Linked DNA regions of Gasterosteus aculeatus: region 1 is linked to region 2. A link is a contact called in public Hi-C data. All regions are on one chromosome and are shown on one strand. The core of a region is the stretch at or near the end of the contact, and the rest is flanking DNA. Distances in the headings are between cores, read along the strand shown. Region 1 overlaps slc12a2 (solute carrier family 12 member 2). Region 2 has its middle 8.1 kb from the start of slc12a2.

Region 1 (4,758 bases), core at 2,126-4,625, 43 kb after region 2:
AAAAAGGGAAGAAACCTTAGTGAGAACGTCAGAGGAGGATCCGTCTCCTGATGGACAGACTACAATGACGTCATGTGTACAGAATGAACAATGTATAATACATGAGACTATATGACAGGAATGATTCAAGTAACTGTGAGTAGTAAACCAGACGCACAGCAGGACCACTGCAGGGACCACCACCATCACATAGAACCACCATCACATAGAACCACCATCACATAGAACCACCATCACATAGAACCACCATCAGATAGAACCACCGTCACATAGAACCACCGTCACATAGAACCACCATCAGATAGAACCACCATCACATAGAACCACCATCAGATAGAACCACCGTCACATAGAACCACCGTCACATAGAACCACCGTCAGATAGAACCACCATCACATAGAACCACCATCACATAGAACCACCATCAGATAGAACCACCGTCACATAGAACCACCGTCACATAGAACCACCGTCAGATAGAACCACCGTCAGATAGAACCACCGTCAGATAGAACCACCGTCAGATAGAACCACCGTCAGATAGAACCACCGTCACATAGAACCACCGTCACATAGAACCACCGTCAGATAGGACCACCGTCAGATAGGACCACCGTCAGATAGGACCACCGTCACATAGAGCCTCCGTCACATAGAGCCTCCGTCACATAGAAGCACCGTCAGATAGAACCACCGTCAGATAGAACCACCGTCAGATAGAACCTAAAGCCTAAAACCTCGTTGTACCTGAAGCCGAGTCGATCTTAAAACCTCCTTGAATAGAAAATGTGCCAAGTTGAAGCCGAAATAAATAAGCCGCAAAACTCGTATAAATATAAATGTTGCGGGGAAACACCGATCAGTACTGCCCGATGACTTTGCTTCCTGTCTTTATTAACGTTGTGCGCCGTGTTGCTGAGCGCTCGCATCAAACCGACGCTCCATGAGCTACACACGGACGTGTACTTCCTGTCCCACCCTCGGGACTCCTCGCAACGCCCCGGCCCGCCTCAATGCTCCCGTTGTGTGTTTGTGCGCGCAGACAAGAAGAGCCCCAGCGTCCCGCTGAACGTGTCCGACCAGCGGCTGCTGGAGGCCAGCCAGCAGTTCCTGAAGAAGCAAGGGAAGGGCACGGTGGACGTGTGGTGGCTGTTTGACGACGGAGGTGGGTCACCCAGTAGACCGGTCCTGGTCCACGCTGCTCTGAGAGCCGAGCGGCCGTGTTTGTACATGCAGGAGAGCGAGCGTCGCCCTCCTGTTGCCTCTCTGGCGGTTCTGTCGGCAGGTAGTGGAGACGCCGCACTGCTCCGTTCATGGTCACAACATGAATGATGATGTCATCTGTATCCCTAAAAGTAAATGCAAAAAAATCCAAACTCCCACTGAAATGTGCTTTTAGCAAATGAGGCGGCACAATTTGTTCTGTGTTGGGGGGAGATTTGGGGGTAGGAAGTCAATTTGAACTGAGTGGATAAAAAGAATGATTTAGAATGAGGCCAATTCAGCCTTGGTGTGATTAGGACGTATAATGACAACAAGAAAAGCCATAAATGCACCAGACTGATGACTTTAACTGTTCATCATTTAATAAACTATCTATGATGCATTTGCTATCTGGAGATGTGTGCTGAACCCTTTCTTCTCCATTGATTATTTATTCTATTATTTATTTCATTTCTGAAGCCACTATCAGTCGAGCGCCATTTGGGTGGCTGCTGTCAACGGGTCAGCTGTAAGACGGCGATCAATCCCCCGCTGTGCGGAAGCTCGGATCCATTAGCGAGGTGTCGATCGGGCCAACGCGTTGACACGACTCACTCTGACACACTGTCAGCAGTGTGTAAAGATGTGACCAGAGGCGCGGCTGGTGTATTCACGACCGTGTGGCATCTGCCGCTTCCTATGCGGCACGTCGCCGCCGCGTCCCCAATGGCAGCCGGCGTGGACACGCGTCGCTCAGGCAAAGTGGCTTCTGGGGCGTCGGCAGGTGTTGATGGTGTCGATGTGGCAGAAGGCCGGCGATGACCAGCTGTTTGTTTCCCGTCCAGGTCTGACCCTGCTCATCCCCTACCTGCTGACCAACAAGAAGAGGTGGAAGGACTGCAAGATCCGCGTCTTCATCGGCGGCAAGATCAACAGGATCGATCACGACCGCCGAGCGTGAGTGCAGCCATGATGAAGATGACGATGATACTGACAACTACAGAATGTCTTTAAACGCCAAAGAAAGCGTTATATCGTCATAATGATGTAAATAATAAGGCCCCTCCCACCCAAAATTGCCCGTTAAAATTTCTAGCAAACAGCCGGTGTTCTTTTTGGAGTTTAAAATGAGGACATTTTCCATGTGCCACATTAGCATGACGGCTAATTCCCCGAGTGAACGGGCAAAGACGGGAACAGTGTTGCCGGGTTGGTCTCTCGACCAATCGGTGGAGCAGCTAAAGATGCAGTGAACATCCTGTCCGCTTTGAGCCTGTATCCCCTCGGTTAAGTCTCAATAGGAACATCATGTGCGACCACAAGCTTCCTTGTTGTTTTAGGGAGAAGCTTTTCCCATCGACTGGTCGCCACGAAGTAGGTCCACCCAAACTTCTACTCAGAGCCATTAATGCATCATTAGTTTGCTCATGGGTCATGGTATTGATATCTTGGGTTGAGCTGCATGCTTCCGACCAATTACGAGGAGGACAAACGCGGGCACAATGGCGCCTGCCGTGGCCGCCCTGTTGACCTCAGTCGACGTGGCACCAGTGCTCTGTCTCTGCGGCGGTGACCGTCCATCCGCCCATTTCTCTTTGCTTATCTGGGGTCGGGTCGCGGCGGCAGCAGGTCGACCCGGACTCAGTGTGGGATGCCGAGGCGCTCCCAGACCAGCTGGGATATGAACTCTGTCTCCTGGGTCCTCAGTGAGCCCCCCCCTCCCCCTGTCTCTCATTGTCCCCTACAGCTGTTGGATAAAATGAGCTTGGCGCTAGCGGCCCACCTTTAGTCCCTGTGTGCACCCTGAAATCCCCTTTTTGTTTACTGTAAAATCCCACTTTCCCTTTAAGCTCGTCCAACTAGAAAATACTCACATGACAGCAGTTATTTAGTAATTCACTTCACTTCAAAGGATCACTTCACCCAAATTTCAGCCCACTAAAACATGATTTGCCTCTGCAACGCTCACTTTCAGCAGCAAACGAAAGATAAATATCTGATTTGGCTAAAATCCCCCTCATGCACTTCTAGAATAAGTGTTCTGTGCTTCTTTGAAGCTGAAGGAAATGAAAGGCATAGAAGGAGTAGCACGGCGCTCCCAGTAAAGCCTGTCCCGCCTGCCTCCGGCCCCGCCGACCCCCCCGTGTTCAAACCGGTTATTCAAAGCGCCTCCAGGACGACTCGCTGCTCTTATCTCAGCAGCCCGCTGGCGGCTTCCAGTAAGCTCTTGTTTTGCTTCCTCTGCAGGATGGCCACTCTGCTGAGCAAGTTCAGGATCGACTTCTCCGACATCAACGTGCTGGGAGACATCAACACCAAGCCCAAGAAGGAGCAGTAAGTCCGCCGCCGGAAGTGATTGACGGAGACTCGTGCAGCGCCTCTCCCCCCTTCAGAGACGCCTCTCCCCCCTTCAGAGACGCCTCTCCCCCCTTCAGAGACGCCTCTCCCCCCTTCAGAGACGCCTCTCCCCCCTTCAGAGACGCCTCTCCCCCCTTCAGAGACGCCTCTCCCCCCTCCAGAGACGCCTCTCCCCCCTCCAGAGACGCCTCTCCCCCCTCCAGAGACGCCTCTCGCAGGAGCTCCCCACAAAACAAATGCAAACACACCTTAAATGTCCGAATCATTTCCCGTTTAGTACACAAGCTCAATATATTTATGAGTTGATGTGCAGAACGCAGCTGAACACAGAATATTCCAATGAAGCGAGTGCGTGTGTGGTTTCCTCTGGTTCGTGGTTCAGAACCTCTTCTCCTCTTAACTGAACCGTGATCGCAGTATTTCGCCGTCTTATTCTGGAGCCGCTCCCAGTCAGTCTGCGTCTGATTGCCACGTAGCCACGATTACACTTGATAGTTACTTTGAATGAGCACTCTGCTGGTATTGCAACCGATGGCAAAGATTGATAAAACTATAATTTAACAATTAAGCCCCAGCATTGTCATTCCCAAGACCACACACCACCACTGCAGAGCTTCTGTCGTTGTCCTTCATGGCTTAAACCGCGCTAACCGCCCGCCGTCCCTGTGCAGCGTGTCGGCCTTCGAGGAGATGATCGAGCCGTATCGGCTGAAGGAAGACGACATGGAGCAGGAGGCGGCCGAGAGGCTGAAGGACAGCGAGCCCTGGAGGATCACCGACAACGAGCTGGAGCTGTACCGCGCCAAGGTCAGTGGCCTCCCTCCTCCTGCCCCACTTTACCCGTGATGAATGAAGGCCTCGGGCAGACGTTGGAGCTGTTCATTGAGGCACCGTGTCCCTGTTGGCGTCGTGTACCTGAGATGCTGCTCGTCTGCTAAGCTGATGCCTGAATGCTTCAACCTGTATCTGTTTTGCTCCTCAGACTAATCGTCAGATCCGACTCAACGAGCTGCTGAAGGAGCACTCGAGCACCGCCAACCTCATTGTCATGTAAGCTCCTCTCCCCCCCCGTGTGTGTTTGTCGGTTTCGTAGAATAACACAGTTGGCCGTAGTGATATTTTCCACCACATCGGTTGTGTACTGACATGTTGGATGAGTCACCTCTGGAATGCAAGTGTTGGTTTCCTTCTCTTTG
Region 2 (4,559 bases), core at 174-2,673:
CGGTCCCCCACTGACTGACTCTGACATCCCACCGGTCACTCTCCTTCACACTGCACATGCACACACACTTATCAGTATGGTTATCGCTTGTGCACTTTATTTTTAACATGTTATTTGTAACTTTTATTTTTTATTTAAATTCCTTCTTATCCGTTATTTTTAAATTGGCTATTCTATATCTCACTAGCCTATAGCCTTATATTTTATTCCATAGAGTTAAATTGTAAATTTATAAATTGAACATGCCATTTTCTTGCACTATGTTGTCTTATCTGTCTTGTTGTCCATTGTCTTACTGTCTGCTGTTATGCACCAACCGCCATGTCAAATTTTTCCTGATATTTACACTATTTAAAGGCCTCACAGGCGCTCACACTTCGCCAGTTCAGTCCCTGAGGGGTCAGAGGTCAGGGGGGCGATTGGGATTGGGCCAAATTAGACCTTCCTCAACAGCATTGCCTTCAAGAGATGTAGAATTGTGAATCAACACTTTGACAACAACATTTTCACTTGTTTAGTCGTTAGTCGCACTTTGAGAATGTTTAATCACACAAAATAAAACACATTACGGTACCTTAATGCATATACTGTATATATATATATATATGAGATATTTTCAGCTGTATTTTGGGTGGTTGCTGATGTGCCTTTGGGGCTGGAGAATGAGTGCCGACCAGCCCTTCATAGATCAGACATCAGGACTCCTGATCTCAACCACACCAACCATGTAGAAAAGTCTACCCACCCACACATTTACATTTGCACTAACAGGCAAACACACACCCATCGGCCTGCTGAAGGAAAACACCCACAGCCAGAGGGTTTAAATTGTTTTAGCCGTTCCAAATATCCACAGATATGAGAATAACGGCACACACAATCAGACAAATGTGTGAAGAATGAAGAAAAATGATGTTGACAAGTTGAAACTATTCAAAGTTCCCAGCCAGCATCTCTAGGACTTGAGGACATTGGAGTCTTTGCCCCAAACTCGTCCTGCTGTGTGTGAGCCACGTATTAGAATTTGATGTTCCCCTCAGCAGTTAGTTCACATATGCAGCATGCGTTTTCACGAGAAGCATTGCATGTTAACTCTCTGGAGGGGGGCTTCCTCCCCGGGGGGCCTCGGTGCTAATAGTGTGGCGCCGTTGTGAGAGGTCGTAGCGACAGTAGAGGCTCATACGGTTGTGTACAGCTTCGGGTCTCAGGTCATGTCTGTGCAAGTCACTGCTCTACTGTGGTCTGGATTCTTATCTGGGAACGCTGCTTTTATGCTGCTCGGTTGGGACCATAAAGGGGGCTAAGAGAGGAGATGATTGTGATCTCAGTGTGTGTGTGTGTGCAGTCTAACATACATTCACTGTGTGTATATTTAACCTTGATGGCTCTGGAGGATCAATTAACTGTCACAATTAATGTGTATTAACCTGTAAATATTCTGTTGCGGTGCAATGTACAATGCGGTATACTGCGTCATCTGGTTCACTATGTATAAACATAATTTCACCTTCACCCTGTTTGTGATGGCAACCCACTTGTTTGATGTTTGGTAGAGCGTCTGCTCAAAGGTGTGACGCGTCGGGTTGATCAGCAAGGACACGGCTTGATGTCAATGAAACACCGGAGACACGAGTATCAGAGGTCTGTGATCGTTATTCTAAAAAGTAGAATAAGAATTAGTGTGATTGCGTCTTCCTGTGATTGTCAGAAGGAATTAAAAAGTATCCATTTGTATGTCTGGTGTTTAACCTTCTTCCTCTGAAGAGAAAGCAAAGTAACAAAGGACACATTGTTTTGTCTCTCCGCAGTCACCTTGCAGGGACGCAGCCGTGTCCACATGTGAGTAGGCGGAGGGACCTTGTCCTCAGTGGAAGTCACAGTACCCTGTTAACTGAAAGGCCAGCGATATGGTCAAAACAAACCAGCCACGGATGATACACAAACTGCACCTCAGCACTACGAAGTTCAAATGACATCGGTCATCCTTCCAACTGCTGGCCTGAAATCAATGTTTTCATTTCAAAATACGTATAACACTTGAAAATGGCTGTTCGTTATTTCACGAGAGACATCTCATCCCCCTCAAGTATCTGACAGCGACAGAGAGAATGACCACAGAAAGACCGAAAGTGACGTAAAACTACCACAGAGAGATGTGAGTGACTGCAAAGGGATCCGAAACGACCACCAAGTGATCCAAGATGACCAAATGACTATAAAAAGAATCAAAACAGCCGTAGGCAAATCCAAACCACCAACAAAGAAGACACAGAATGACAGAAAAGAGATCTGAAACGACCACAAACACATTCGAAACCACCGCAAAGAGACACAAAATGACAAAAAGAGGAGTAAGATGTCTGTAAACAGATGGAAAATGACCTCAGGGCCAAAAAAATAACAAGTACAAGATCCAAAACGATGATGAAGAGAAACAACAGCAAAGGGACCTGATATGACAACATGGGACCCAACGTGACGATGTCATGCAGAACAGAGATAAACAATAAACACAGAGACACAAGTCGGTGATGTGTGGGAGGGAGTTAATGTAAAGTGTGTGCTCATACCTTCATCTAAACAAATATCCTCTTTCCCACTCAGGTGTTTCCTCACCTGGACATGGCTCTTTATTAATAGAGTGAACCTGGTGGTTTATGTTTAAGTCCTTGTTTAATTGTAGTAGGTTACAGAAAAGAGGCTGTTTATATTTCCTGAGCCCTGCTGGAAACCTTCCCGGGTTACGTGGTAATTTAACACGCCTGTGCAGACTGACGCTGAAGGTCAGCTGGAGCTCAGTACGACACATTCTGGCTGGTTCGGGTGACCCAGCGGGGGTCCGTGTGGAGACGTGTGAGATTTGGAGCACTAAACTCATCTCCTCTGGTCCTTGTTGTATAGTGTGTGGTTCTCCTGTCATCAGTGTATGAATGGGTGTGAATGGGTGAATGATGTCGTGTAGTGTTAAAGCGCTTTGAGTGGTCAGAAGACTAGAAAAGCGCTATACAAGTACAGGCCATTTACAGGCCATTACTTGTTGGCAGGGAGTCGGTATGTGTTGCCATGGCAGCGGCTCCCCGGCCCTTTGGGAGCTGAGGGTTCAGCGTGGCGGTCCCTGTGCCGACCTTGTGGTGGCCAAAGGACATTTCCCGATGTGGGGTAGGTAGTCCTTGAGGGCTGTAACATATTTGACAGTGACCTTCTTCAAGGGCATCTCTTCTTTTAGATGTTTGAGGGGCTCCACTTCCTGTGCCGTCCTTAGTCCGGACCCGGCACAGGACTGGTGAGCTTCTGATTGCGTGAACACAGGAGACGGGCTGAATGGACACATCATTCCACCCTGAGGAACATCGTAGCTTTGTAGCATGAGCTTTCGTGAGGCCAGTCTTTCTTGCCGTTCTCCCTAAGCTCCGCCCACCGCCGGGTTACTGCTTTGACAACAATCACAGGCCGACCGAGCCCGAAAGGCCTCCTTCTTCAGCTGGGCTCCAACCTCCAGCAGGTTTGTTGGTGGCCATGACAGGGGCCACCCAACTCTGAGCAGTCGTCTTCGCGATGGAGGCTTAAATCACGGCCCATGTGGGCTCCACTTCCTCCACCGGCCCCTGGATGCACGATACCTTCTTCCAGAGGGGGACAGGGCCCCCAGCTAGGCCTGTGTGCATTCAGGTATATCACTGAATGTGGAAGAGATGGGGATACAATGCCATATTTCAGTACCCAGTGGTATTACTCAATCCTCCCCTTAGCAACTCAACTGAATACTTTTTTTCTGATGCATTTCCATTTAATTAGAATAATTTGCATTTACAGTTTTCCTTCTTCCCTTTTCATTTGATTCCCTTGGGCCACTTTGGAGGTGAGAAAATTGTTGACGCCCCAACAAAATTGTGCATTTTGAATTTTGATTGAAATAACAATCAAACATCTTTGCTTTTTTCAAATGATGGAATAAAAAATGCAATAACTTTCAAGTAAACCAGATTGCTCCAACAGACAAAAACAAATAAAATGTACAACCATCTTGTTTGAACAATGCAAATAAAGTTCTATCTGTGCAAAACATAACAAATATTTGGCAGGAAATGGTTCATTGTGGCTGTAATCAACCTGTTTAACACTGAATGTGCAACCTACGCAAAACAAAAAAAATAGTTCAGATATGTATGATCCATTTCATACTGATAAATGTTTTATCAGTACAAGTGGCTGCAATGAGCCTGCTTTTCCACTCCAAATCTGACAGGGTCGCAGACCTCTCAATTCATGCTCAGTGCTGAGCTGATCTGTATTTAGTGTTGTGAGAGGAGACAGCAGTCTGTGTACTTTGTACTTTTGTAATATGGGAAAAAATGATCAATTAAATCAAAATACTTCTGAATTTTCCCATGAGCCCCACCTGTAATACCATTGTGACCCACTAGAGGGTCGCGGGCCGAAGGTGTGAGAGGCGTCATCCGCATGGGGACCAATATTAGATCTGACCTGCCACAAATAAGCCAATAACTGAGCAACTACGATCAAATGGACCAGTGCCCGATGTGGCTGGGTACGTTGTC

Evidence for each region. A called contact is a pair of places that touch in the nucleus more often than the background predicts.
Region 1: a contact with region 2 is called in a Hi-C map of tail fin, with 2.4 times the contacts expected there. The contact joins two enhancer-like sites. A contact is called at or near these places in 4 of 6 Hi-C or Micro-C datasets (skeletal muscle, tail fin and whole body).

Annotation. Positions count from the first base shown.
Region 1 is chr14:16,354,531-16,359,288 of fGasAcu3.hap1.1, forward strand. slc12a2 (solute carrier family 12 member 2) reads left to right here. Exons shown (of 26, transcript XM_040197034.2): 21 at 1,044-1,166; 22 at 2,050-2,161; 23 at 3,452-3,538; 24 at 4,234-4,369; 25 at 4,545-4,612. Among protein-coding and RNA genes, the nearest start is that of minar2, 11 kb to the right of the region's middle. Within about 2 kb of position 3,376, at least 3 of the 9 cell types and tissues checked have open chromatin away from gene starts, as enhancers often do.
Region 2 is chr14:16,313,523-16,318,081 of fGasAcu3.hap1.1, forward strand. No RefSeq gene overlaps it. Among protein-coding and RNA genes, the nearest start is that of slc12a2, 8.1 kb to the right of the region's middle. Within about 2 kb of position 1,424, at least 1 of the 9 cell types and tissues checked has open chromatin away from gene starts, as enhancers often do.